Linked DNA regions of Capsicum annuum: region 1 is linked to region 2. The links are chromatin contacts, called in public Hi-C maps. All regions are on one chromosome and are shown on one strand. The core of a region is the stretch at or near the end of the contact, and the rest is flanking DNA. Distances in the headings are between cores, read along the strand shown.

Region 1 (7,025 bases), core at 4,088-6,587, 180 kb before region 2:
CCACATAAAATATTATTCGAAAAATAATAGTAAGTTGTCTTAAACCCACTATTGATCTTATGGGGTTGATTATGACAAAATTAACAGGCTATTATTAATGTTAATCTACACAAATAATGCTTTGGGAAATATGGATTGTGATATTTTGTGGTACTTTCTTCGTTCGCTTTTACTTTGTCATATTTTATTTTCTGAGAGTTATTTTGATTAATCTTCGGAGCTGAATTAAATAGATTAATTTAATGTTTAAAGTTAAGTGTTTGAGAACTATACATAAAAATATTATAAAGTATAATTCTTTCATATTAATATGATTAAAAATATATCTTAAAATATTGATCAAAATTCATGCGTCTAGTTATCGATAAGTAAATTGTGATAAGTAAAATAAATAAAGGAGATTAATTTTGTATTCTATCCATGGACTATGAGCTAATTAGTTGTCATGTTTTCTTCACTATTTTTCTCTTCTTTGTGCCTAAATTTGCTACACTTGAGCCGAGGGTCATTCAGAAACAATCTCTCTACCTCTTCGAGATGATGGTAAGATCTGCGTACACATTCTACCTTTTTTAGACCTCACTTACTGAGTTTTATTGGGTATATTATTGTTATTGTAACCATCTATTATAATTTTGTGTTAGACAATGTAATTAAAATCAAACAAATGATTTTAATCATCAAATATAAATATATTAGACACTTCAAATCATTTAGAGAACAACTTGTCTAAATATATTTATACATTAAACCATATAAATTAGTTTATCAATCATGGTAGCTTAATGGTCAAGGTAGATTCACCATAACTAATGATCGCGGGTTCGAATCTCAAACTAACAATTTCCAGATCTTACTATGCGAGAATAAACTGAGTATATTGTTGTTGTAAACCATATAAATTAGTTTATCTCTCACATAATCAAACGAATGAACTATATTTTATTAGATTATTAAACTCAGTCGTTTTATTATAACAACATAGTATAACAACATTTCTAAAGTCACTATATCTCCCGAACTTAGAGGGTGTTTGGATAGGATTAAAATCTGGTCAAACTAGATTTTAATCACTTTTTTTAGCCTTTTTAGATGTTTGGTAAAATTAAAAAGAGTTTAAAAAAAGCTAAAAGTGGATTAAAAAAAAAAGCAAAAATTGAGAAGCTGAATACCCACAGTTTTTTACTTTTTAGATTAAAACTTTTTAAGGTTTGACCAAAACATTTACCTTTTAATCACTTATATTTTCTTCTAATTCCAACAATACCCTAAATTTGTAGCCCTTATTGATTTTTCTTTCTTTTTATTTTTGCCGCTTTTTTTTCATCTTTTTCCTCTAGTCTTCCGTTCATCTTTATCCTTTTTTTTTCCAGAGAATCCATCATTACATAAGAAAAGACTCAAAAAATTTATTGTCAAATCGAGCTTGTGGTAAGTTCTTATCTATCCGTTCATATAGAATCTCTGCATGTTATTTAAATTTTAAAAATTGATTCTTTTAAATAGTTTGTTTCATTCCTATTTTTTTTTTGTTGTTTACAAGCTTGCAATATTACAATATAATACTATATTTATATTAAAAAATATCTTAAAATTTTTATTTTTTAATATTTAAAAATAAAAAAGTAACTTATATTTATAAATTGACCTGGCATAATCACTTTACGTTGAAAGTGTATTTAAATAGAAATTATTTTTGAAGTATTAGAATTAAAAATCATAAATAAATCACGTTATTATGTGTTAATAGCTTTAAGGATATTTAAGTCATTTTGACAATAAAGAAGTGATTGACAACACTTTTTTATCAAACACATCAACAGGTTTTTTTCAGTTTCAGCACTTCTATTCAAACACTTATCTGCTTAATTTAAAAGCACTTATTTTAAGTTTTTAATCACTTTAAGCTAAAAAGTATTTTTTTTAATTTTATCCAAATGAGCTCTTAGTAGCGCTGTTTATTCTCATTAACAACTAAACGAAAGGACAAATTTCATAAATGCATGGCGAATGCTACCCCAAGCATACAAATTTAAACCATGGAATCAAAATAATTAAATAGGAAAGAAAAAGATATAACCATACTTTAGCTACAAACTTTCTTTTTGTTTAATCATTCGTTTTATTCCTTTATGATATTTTGCCCCACGGGCCCTTGAGGCTAGTATGGATCTGTATGAATTCGATTTTTTCAGAGTCACTATTTAAAATTTGATCTTGACAAAAAGATTAATACAAAATAGCGTTTTGTTAAAAACAGAAGTAAAATTATGGTGGGTCGTCAATTTTTTTTATTTGATATTTGAAAAGATTGTCTTAACATCAAATTATAATGATCGTCATGAGTTTAGCAACAAATATAGGCAATCAGCATAATTTGTTTTGTAAATATTTCAATAAAACGATTTAGTCAATAATTCCTAGTATTACATTCAACCTCAAATATTAAAATTCAATAGACCCACTTTATTTCTTTAACAAACAACCTTCATAAGTAACCAAAATCAATTGAAAATAATCACAGATAAGTAATAAATCTTCAATTTTCTATTGTATATCGGAATTTTTTGTTTTTTATTTTTAAAAAGAAACTAAATGACCACCTAAACAATTTATATTGGCTAGTGACTGCTTGAGTTTGAGCTGAAAACTTTCATTTTTTATTGGGCTTTAAAAGACATAGCCCAACCACTTAACTTTCATTTTGGAGCACCCATTTTTAATCCTGGAGTTCCAGTTTCTAAGTTTTTATAAATACTGCGTAACTCATGAGCAGAGGTATTTTTGATAGGGAGAAAATATTTTAAAATGCTCATGTTTGACTAACCATACACAAAAAGATAAGTAAGAAATCCATCTTTTTTAAAGGAAAAAAAAGTTTTTTTTTTTATGAAAAACATTTTCGTCGTAGGAACACACACAAGATTTAATTAAAAGAAAAAGAATAAAAGGAACATACAACGCAAGTTGGATGGTTCTACTTTTGGCCTTACATTGCAAATGGTATGGATACTGTGGTCCACGTGTTTGAAATGTAATTGGTAAACTAGATAACACCAAAAGTAGAAACAACCTAATATTAGTCTTTTTCGTTCACATAATTAAAAATAAAATAAAAATAACTCTAATATATAATTAGTAATTATTGTTTGAAGTGTACGAGTTGAAAAGTAGTATACCTAATTATTTGTTAATTTTATTCCAAAATGAGCATATATATGGCCAAATGACATGCAAAAGTTATGAGGAAATTAGACAATTGACATGACTAGTCTTTACAAAATTGTTGTCCAAGTTCCACCAAAATCCATTGGGTTCATGTCTTTAATCTCTTGTGCTAAAGTATCTTACCTTTATTCACACCCAAAATATCTCATCCTTTTTCTCCCCCACCAACGCCAACAAAAAAAATTTTAAATTTGTTTGATCAAATTTATAAAAATTATTTATTTTGAAAAATATTTTATTATTAGAAGTATTTTTGAAAAGTACATTTGAAGATTACTTATTTGCGCTTGACTTTTCAATTTTAAAAATACTTTGATCAATATTACATAACAACAACAATAATAATAATAATAATAGCTTATGTTTGGTTAAGATTTTTAAAGTATTTTTAAATAAAAGTTACTTCACTCTTTTTATTGGTGATCACTCTATAGTACTTTTTAAAACAAATATTTCAAGTATGAAAACTTTTCAAAAAACAGTCAGTCGGATATACTATTTTTGTTTTATAGTCATTTCCTAATTTGGGCTATTGTGGCCTACGTAGTCCATATACAATACTGATACAGTATTCAACTTGGACAATTCGGCCTTTTTAAAAACTTTTCAATTTTTTTTTGCTATAATTTTTTAACTAATCAAATATTCTTTTTTTTTATTGTTTAGAAATAATAATTAAATTATATAAAACGATATAATTGTTAAATAGAATATGTATCTATATAAGATATATGTATAAAAATTATATAGTTCTATCAAATATGTATATGTATAAAATATATATAAAAAGTATATAGAAAGTGTATGAAAATTATATAATTATTGTATAAAACGTGTAAAAAAAAAATATACAGTTATTGTATAAATTGTGTATCAAAATTGTATAATTTTCGTATAGAATATTTATATGTCCAAGATTTGTAGAAATGGTATAGAACAAGTCAGTAAATTGAAATGGTTAGAAAGTGAAATTTAAATTTCATGACCATTTTTATGAAAATAGTTTAATTTGAAGTGCCGTTTCTGTCCTTTTCCAACTTACATTAGCCACCACTTTTACTAGAATAATAAAATTATTATACCATATAAAGATAAATAATGTAAAATAATCTAATGAGATATTCTTGCTTATCTAATTTTGCATGTATGTATTTACTCTTAGGGATCGTTTGATAGAACGGATAAGAAAAAAAAATTGGGATACAATTGGGGGATTAACTTTATTCTATATTTTGTAGAAGGGATTACTTAATCCTAAAATTATTTTATATTTGTAGTAAAATGATGGGATTACTATCCCATGAAGAGAGAGATGTAAAATAATCTCATAGGATATCATTATCCCATTCCTTCAACCAAATGACCTCTTAGTGCTTCAACTAGCTGCGTTTTCTTCTAAAGTTATACTCCATTTATTCATCTTTACTTATCTAAGTATTTATTTGACACACACCTAAGTCCCGGTATTTATTACCGATCAGAATTGGACCATAACGGAATTTCGATCTATACCGGCACCATAATATCAGATTGGGGAGGAAGATCAGAATTAGAAATTAATAGAAAAGCAAGGATATGGGCTCGTGTAAGTAGGAAACAAAAAATATCTATTCTAGTTCTATCATCAGCTATGGGTTTGAATCTAAGAGAAATTCTAGAGAATGTTTGCTATCCTGAAATTTTTGTGTCTTTTCTGAGTAATAAGGAGAGAAAAAAAATTGGGTCAAAAGAAAATGCGCATGATTTGAAAAATATATCGATAATGGATACCAGGTAAAGAACTCAAAGGCGTGGTCTAGTGATTTAATGAAATGTAGACCGAGCATCACGAGGCAGAGACGGATCTCGAATTTTAAATTTATGAATTTCTTGATTAAAATAAAAATTCAAAATAAAGAGTCATTGATGAGGTTAGAACCACAAGAGGACAGCAGTGCTCCAACAAGCATTTTTTTTACCACTAGATCAATAATACACTTCATTATGGATTTTCAACTTATATTTTTATACATTTATTAAATTTTTTAATATAAATATAAGATTCACACAAATTATTGAATTCTCAAAAATTTCCTCTTAAGCCTCTAAATTCGCCTGTCATGAGGTGTTATACTCTTAATGAATATAGTTATCTAGTATTCTTTTATTTATGGGTTGATGCTTGAAAATATAGGCCATAAAATGAGAGGTGCCACGTAAGAAGGTTGGAAACGTGGGGAATTATCCAAAACAGTAGTATTATTCCTTTGGAGTCCGTTACGCAACTGTAGCCATCGGCGTTTCCGTATTACTGTTGTCATCACCTCCTGCGCATGTTATCATCGCTCCTTCCATCCACCTTATTTTACCTGTTTTCCAAGTTAATTAGCTGCACTCTCTCGGATAATACCACTGTTTTATTGATTTTAAGGTCCGTAATTAGCTCGATTAAGGGTTAATCCTTCGTTTTTGTGGTGGTTGTTGTGAATTTTGATGTTTTTTTGAAGTTCGATGTTTGAATGTAGGGGAAATTTGTAGGAAAAGAGAAGATTTCGACAATGCTGACGTTATTTTAACCGTTTGATTGTGTTTTGCATTTTTGTATTATGAGTTAACTTGTATTTTTGCTTCATGTGGCCTGCCTTAGTCGGATCGTAATTGATACGATAGATATTTTTTGTGATTAAAAAAGATAGTGCAATCAATTTTGCAATTGATCAGAGTGCTAGGTGTGTGCCGATTACTACTGCACGTGTTAATCCTTTGAGATAATGATTGCGAGGTCGTTTGGTAACTGGTATTATTTATGCGGGTAGTTATTACATCTTCTACCCTGCTTAAGATAATACAAATTCCCTTGTAAGTTATGCATCAATTAGTTATGCGGGTTTCAGAATTGCAAACAAATGTTGTATTTTATAATTTTATACATGAATAACTTACTTCCTAACTAACTAATAGCTACCAAATGTTGATAAGGTTCTGCAGAAATTAATACATGAATAAGTGTCTCTCTGTGTGTGTGTGTGTATCATTTTTTAAAGAATTTCAGCTATATGAGCCTGTTTATTGGGTAACTAGGATTAATGAATCAGTTAAAGGGGGAGGCTTTATTTTTGCTTACAGTCGGACAGGTTGCTTCATACTTAATTTGATGTTGGTTCTGCACTAATTTTTTGGTAGGTTCTGAAGATAAAGGTTCTTCCCATATGCACTTTAACATTGCGATTTCTCGGTGTCATTTATTTGAGCATATTACCCAATGGCAGCTGCTGTCTCGTTGCTGCTGCCCCGTGAATTCCCCATACACGGGAAATGTAGATTAAGCGGTCAGTCTAAGGTACAACAGGATTCTTGCTTTTGATTTTTACTTTTTATTATATCAATAGAGTCAATGATGTCCTCAACCTTTAATAGAATCAATGATTGTTAATTTTTTTTTTTATATCAATACAATCAATGATGTCCTCAACCTTTAACTGATCGAATAAGGACGTCCTCAGTTCTTGAATTTTTTGTTTGTTTGTAGGGCACACTAAGCAGGAGCCAGACAGATTCTTGCAGCACATTTCTGTCATCGCATTCTGCGGTATGCTTTGCATTGGATTATAATCAGCACAGGCCATCCTAGTTTTCACCCCTCCCAATTTCCGTTGTTCATGTGCATCTATTTTTTTGGTGTTTCACATTGCTCTCATTATGTTATTATATACATGTGGTTCAATATTTCAGTCTAGGAAACTATAAACTTCTCATTTATTTTATTCTATTGTGTTGATCTTATTCTCTAGAAAACTAAACTTTATGTGCTTGACATG
Region 2 (6,300 bases), core at 1,791-4,290:
TTTACATTTTTTTTTATGAGCTTTAGAATTATTTTTTTTATGAGCTTTAGAAATAAAATTATGTGTATATAGTTCATTTCGCTTAAAATCACCAAGTTTAATTAAATACTTATAATTTTTTATCGGATATAAATTATTACTTAATAAATTTATCTATGAATGATATCACTATTGTTCAAGACTTCGTGGATATCACAAAGTTGTTATATGTATTATAGTTTCACTTATTGTTTAAAATAGTGTGGACAACTGGTCAATTTTGTATATGTACAATTTCTTGCTCCATTTATATTATATAGTGATTCGTCTGCTTACCATATAAGTCATTTGTATAACATGCATTTATATAATACTTGTCCGCTCATCCAAACTCAGGCATGACATAAAAATATTGAATATCTTTCACAATAAAATTCTATGGAATGAAAAAAAATGAAATGAGTTAAATCTTTACAGATTTTTTGACAAACATTATGTGTTTACCTAAAGTTATATTGATTTCAGGTAAATATACTAATTGAGTATGGATTTTAATTGTTGCCTAAAAGGAAAAAATTGTAAAAAGGCACAATCATTAATAAATGTGTAGTTGAATAAACAAAAGAAGCTCACCCAAACATATAAAGTTCATAGCAAATCATAGTCATTATGATCCAGCTAGTTATCAATGAATTTAAATTTTGGAGTGCGAACATGTGAAGATAGAACTTGGTTAATAGAGAATTTGGGTATCTATCATATAATAAAAATATAATATTATTTCAATTAAAGTTTGACAGAAAATTTAAAATTTGACCAAATCATTGACCTTGAAATTAAAGGCATCTTTTTTTTTTGGTTTTTCAAGGTATCCCCACAGCTGACAGCCGTGAAACTAATCCTCCATTCCTCGGTCAGCGCATTTTGTGGTAGGAAATTAGCCACAGAGTTTGCTCCGTTCGCCAGAGGCGGGGATCTATCCCCCGACCTCTTGCTTAAGGGACATAGTGCTGAAAAAGGTATCCTTATTTCTTCATACGAAGCACTACTAGTTTCTTACGTTTGCAATATTGATATACTTTTGATACTTTTTATCCACAATTTTGTATATGATATATTCAGTTCAGGCTAATAAGATTTTTACTAATCATTCGTCATTTTTTATATATATGACAGAAATAATAATTAAAAAAAAAAAAAGAAAGATTATTATCAAACTTATCTAATCAAATTAAACGTATACCCAAATTTTATTCCCCAGCGAAGAAAAGAAATATGTGATATTGTTCCTACCTCTAGATACTAATGACAGCGTTAAACCTCTTGACGAAAAAAAAAAATATATTGAAGGGAGAATTAAAAGTACATCAATATAATAAACATAAAGAATTATCAGTACTTATTCATGTGAAAAAGTAAGAATGACTTTAAATGTACAATAAAAAAATATTTTAAATTTTTTCTTAAAAAGACAAAATAAAGAGAGTATTTAAAATTTTTCCTCTCATGTTATATATTCCTCTTTCGTAATCAATGTGATATACTTTTTTGAGGAGAAATGTATTAAAACTTTAGGGTGGAATCGAAAGAAAAAAGGAGCTCTTATATAGTGATAAAATTTTGAACTTCATTTTTTTTTCTTAGTATTTTGAGATCATGTAATTTTCATGTCTTTCTACAACTTATTGTTTGTATCATTTGATCTTATATATTATTGTTATTCCTTTCTTATTTAATCTCTTCATCTTAATTTATATAATCTGTTTTTTCAATTAATTTTAAAAATAATATCACTTTAGAAAGAATACCTAAAATTTAACCACACAAATATAACACTTATGCTTGATCACAAACTTTTTTTTTTTTAAATATCAAGTCAAATATGTCATAGAAGAAATAAGAAATCATTTGGTTGAAAATAAGTTATCACAAAATTAAGTATTTCGGACCTAGTTATTTCGAAATTAATTATCCCACACTCATGATGAAGACGTGAAGGTGAAATAAAAATAACACTACAATACCGAAATAAGTAATTTTAAAATGAATTATCTCATGCATTTTATCTCAAACTCCCATTCTTCACTAAATTCACTTCCATTCAAGAACCTTCCAATGATTATAATCAGCCCCTAAAATTTCAAGCAGTTAAACAATCATCTACTTTTTTAAAAATATAACCGTCGTATTTAGGTCAGCTTTCGTACATCTCGATTAAATTTACGAGATACCTGAAACCTCTTAAACAAACATCTACTAACAAGTAACAACATTTTAGACAAATTCAACCAAATTAACACTCGAAAAGAAGAAGCAAGAAGACGTACCGACTAAGAAGGTGAAGTTATCCTTCACAAAATAATCAAGATTTATTACTAGTATCCATTTAATTTGGGATAAGAATATTTTAATTTTTTTTCTTAAAAAGAAAAAATAAAGAGAGTATTTTAATTTTTTTCTCTCATGTTATACATTCCTCTCCCAATCGATGTGATATATTTTTTTGAGAAGAAATATATTGAAACTTTAGGGAGGAATCGAAAGGAAAAAGAGGCTCTTATATAGTGATAAAATTTCAAATTTTATTTTTTCCGTATTTTTGAGATCATGTAATTTTCACGTCTTTCTACAACTTCTTGTCAGTTGATCTACTATATTATTGTTATTTTTTTTTAATTCTTCTGTCTTAATTTACATGACATATTTTTCTTAGTTAGTTTTAAAAATAGTGTTAATTTAGAAAGAATAACTAAAATTTAACACTTATGCCTGATCGTAAATATAATTATTATTGTTATTTTTAATATCAAGTTAAATATATGACATAAATTAAGATGAGAGAATTAAGTACTCGTTTGATTGAAAATAAGTTATTTCAAAATTTATTATCTCAGAATTAACTATCGTGAGATTAATTATTTCACCCTCAAGCTAAAACCGTGAAGGTGAATAAAAGTAATACTGTAATATCAAAATACCTAATTCAAAAATATATTATCTCATATATTTTATTTCAAATAAATATAAAATAAATTTATTCTAAAACTACTTTCGAAATTTAGTGAATTCTTAGTTCTTATCAAACACGACCCAAAATAGTAAAATCAAGAAAAGAATGACAAGACAAGACTACACATAGATCAGATGGTACCCTACAAAGTACAAATGGGTTGTAAAAGACGTGGAAATTAATGTTGAAAAACCCATCAGTATATATAAGTAAGTAGACTAACATTTTTTTTATTCGTCCCCAAAATCTAAATACAGTTTCCCCCCAAATAAAATGGATACAAGTAATATATCTTGATTATTCTGTGAAGGATTTCACCTTCTTAGTCGGTACGTCTTCTTGCTTCCTTTTTTTTTTTTTTTTTGTTATTTTTGTGTGTTAATTTGGTTGAATTTATATGAAATGTTGTTACTTTTTAGTAGATGCTTGTTTAAGAGGTGTCACGTATCCGTGGATTTAGTCGAGGTGTGTGAAACTGGCTTAGTTACCACGGTTATGTTATTAAAAAAAAGGTAGATGTATGTTTAACTGTTTGAGACTTTGGGGTTGATTAGAACCATTGGAAGGTTCTTGAATGAATGTGAATTTAGTGAAGAATGGAAGTTTGGGTTGATAGCAACTAGTTGGAATGAGGGTTAGTCTGTAAAAGATGTGACTTTTGGAGAATTTTGTTGTTTGTTGTTTGACTCTTTTAGACTTTTGGGGTTGATTAGAATCATTGGAAGGTTCTTGAATTAATGTGAATTTAGTGAAGAATGGCAGTTCGGGTTGATAGCAACTAGTTGGAATGAGGGTTAGTCTGTAAAAGATGTGACTTTTGGAGAATTTTGTTTGTTTGGTGAAATGGGATTGACCCAAATGAAGGAGAAATGATATAGAGGATTAGTATAGCCTAATTCATTCCTTGAGACGATGTAGGGATAAGGTTTGCGTAGACTCTGTCCTCCCCCATACTGCATTTGTGGGATTACCGTGTGTATGACTGTATGTTGTTGTTGTTGTTGTTGTATAGTCTACTTCAACTAGAATCATTGAGTTCTTGAGGAATGTGAACGTAGCGAAGAATGGAAGTTTGAGTGAATACCAACTAGTTGGAATGAGGGTTAGTCTGCATAGGTGTGGTTTTTGGAGATTTTTGTTTGTTTGGTGAAATGGAACTGACCTAAATGATATAGAGGATTCATATAGCCCATACACTCATTCCTTGAGCCGAGGGTCTATCGGAAATAGACTCTGTGTGTATAGGTGTGAGTTTTGGAGAAGTTTGTTATTTGATGAAATGGAACTGACCCTAATGAAGCAGAAAAGATGTAGATGATTCGTATAGCCTAGTTCATTCATTCATAGAGAGGGTCTATAGGAAACAACCCGCTACCTTGAGAGTTAGGGGTAAGATCTTCGTACTCTATCCTGTCCAGACCCCACTCATGGGATTACACCGGGTATGTTGTTGTTGTTGTATAGCCTGATTCAAGGGTTGATTAGAATCATTGGAAGGATCATGAATGAATGTCAGTATTAGCGAAGAATGGAAGTTTGAGTCGATAGCAACTAGTTGAAATGAGGGTTAGTCTGTATAGGTGAGATTTTTGGAGAATTTTGTTTGTTTGGTGAAATGGGACTGACCCAAATGTGCCAGAATCTATACAGATGATCCGTATAGCCTAATTCATTTCTTGAGTTGAGGGTTTATAGGAAAAGTGACCTGAATTAGGCAGTGAACTTTTCCTTTCACGCTTCTTGGATTCCTATGTTCTACAGCAGGAATAGGATAGCTTGTTATGATTAATTAATTAACAAGACCAGGAATAGACTACATTCTTGGCAAGGGAGACTGCTATCATTGGGGGGAATGGTAGTTCTTAGTAATGATGTCCTGCAAAGTGTTCTTGTGCACCTGTTGTCTGCAGTAAACCTAACCGTGAGAATAATAAGACAGATACACAAGATATTTGCAAGATTCTTCTAGAACAACACTGCTGGATGCAAAAGTAAGCATTGGTGAGATGGGAGGCTCTTTGTTTACCAAAAGAAGATGGGAAAGAGGAGGGGGGTTGGGACTCAGCTCCTTATTCGATGTTTCATATGCCCTTTTTTGTAAATTGTGGTGGAGTTTTAGAACAAAAGCTTCTCAATGGAGTTCAAACATGGTGAATAAGTATTGCATGAAGAATCATCCTTTAATTGTTCAGGCTAAATATGGATCCCTATTTTGGAAAAAGATGGCTGCAGTTAGGGAATTGGTGGAGCACCAGATATGGTGGCAAGTTAGGAGTGGGAATGCTAGCTTATGGTTTGACAATTGGACATTCCTTGTTGCCTTGTATTATGTCATACCAGAATCTACAGAGGTAGAGGAGATTGCGGTGAAGATATTTGCAGATGCAAATGGATGAAACAGGGATCAATTGGAGATAAAGATATCAACAGATGTGGTAGATCACACTATATGGCATATATCCCCGCCGCTTTGAAACTGAAGAACTAGATAGCACATGGTGGATGTTAGAGAAGAATGGCAAGTTCTCAGTCAAATCAGCATAGGAAGACATAAGAGTCATAGATGAGAAGGGGCAGATCTTTAGAAACATTTGGCCTCAAAGCCCTTCAAATTTCATTCTTATTATGGAGGATTTGGAAGTTTAGAGTTCCAACAGATGATGTGATACCTCAATGGGGATAGCTAAGGTATCCAAATGTTGGTGTTGCACAAATTCTAAACTGAAAACAATTACTCACATTTTACTAACTGCTTCTATAGCTTTTAAGCTTTGGAGTTATATTTCTTCATGTCCGGGTATTGATTGCTCAGGAAGACAACTGTCACAATTGGTTGTTAAATGGTGGACAGTGCCTTGCAAGGCAAAGATGAGACTCATAATCTCGGTCCCAAACATCATAATTTGGGAATTGTGGAAGAGGAGAAACTACCAAGGGTACCCCAAACAAACATCTTTCAATAGGATGGTCTACTTATTTACTAATACCATTTGACAGCTGAGTAAAGCACTGTACCCTACACTAACTCAGATCCCAAGTAATTGGACAGATTTGGTGAATTACTTTGGTTGGTACAAACCAAGAATCTTCTATAAGGAGATCACCTGGACCCCCTTACGGAGGGATTGAAATGCAATACTGATGGAGCCTATAGGGGAAATCCAATTAGTAGCACCTATGGTTTTTGATTGAGGAATGAGGACGGAGATCTCGTATATGCACAGGCTGAGGAGATTGGTGAAGGTGCAAATCTAGAAGCAGAGGCCACAACATAAAGGAGGCAATTGAACATTGTGTAGTGACAAACATAA

What was found. A called contact is a pair of places that touch in the nucleus more often than the background predicts.
Region 1: a Hi-C map of placenta shows a contact between it and region 2, with 4 times the contacts expected there. The contact joins the promoter of LOC107867372 here to the promoter of LOC107867366 in region 2. A contact is called at or near these places in 2 of 5 Hi-C or Micro-C datasets (leaf and placenta).

What each region holds. Positions count from the first base shown.
Region 1 is chr4:215,312,419-215,319,443 of UCD10Xv1.1, reverse strand. LOC107867372 (mechanosensitive ion channel protein 3, chloroplastic) reads left to right here and starts at 5,337. Exons shown (of 14, transcript XM_016713567.2): 1 at 5,337-5,638; 2 at 6,391-6,547; 3 at 6,737-6,796. The coding sequence starts at 6,470.
Region 2 is chr4:215,134,191-215,140,490 of UCD10Xv1.1, reverse strand. It overlaps LOC107867366 (protein FAM133A), which reads left to right and starts at 3,040. Exons shown (of 4, transcript XM_016713559.2): 1 at 3,040-3,198.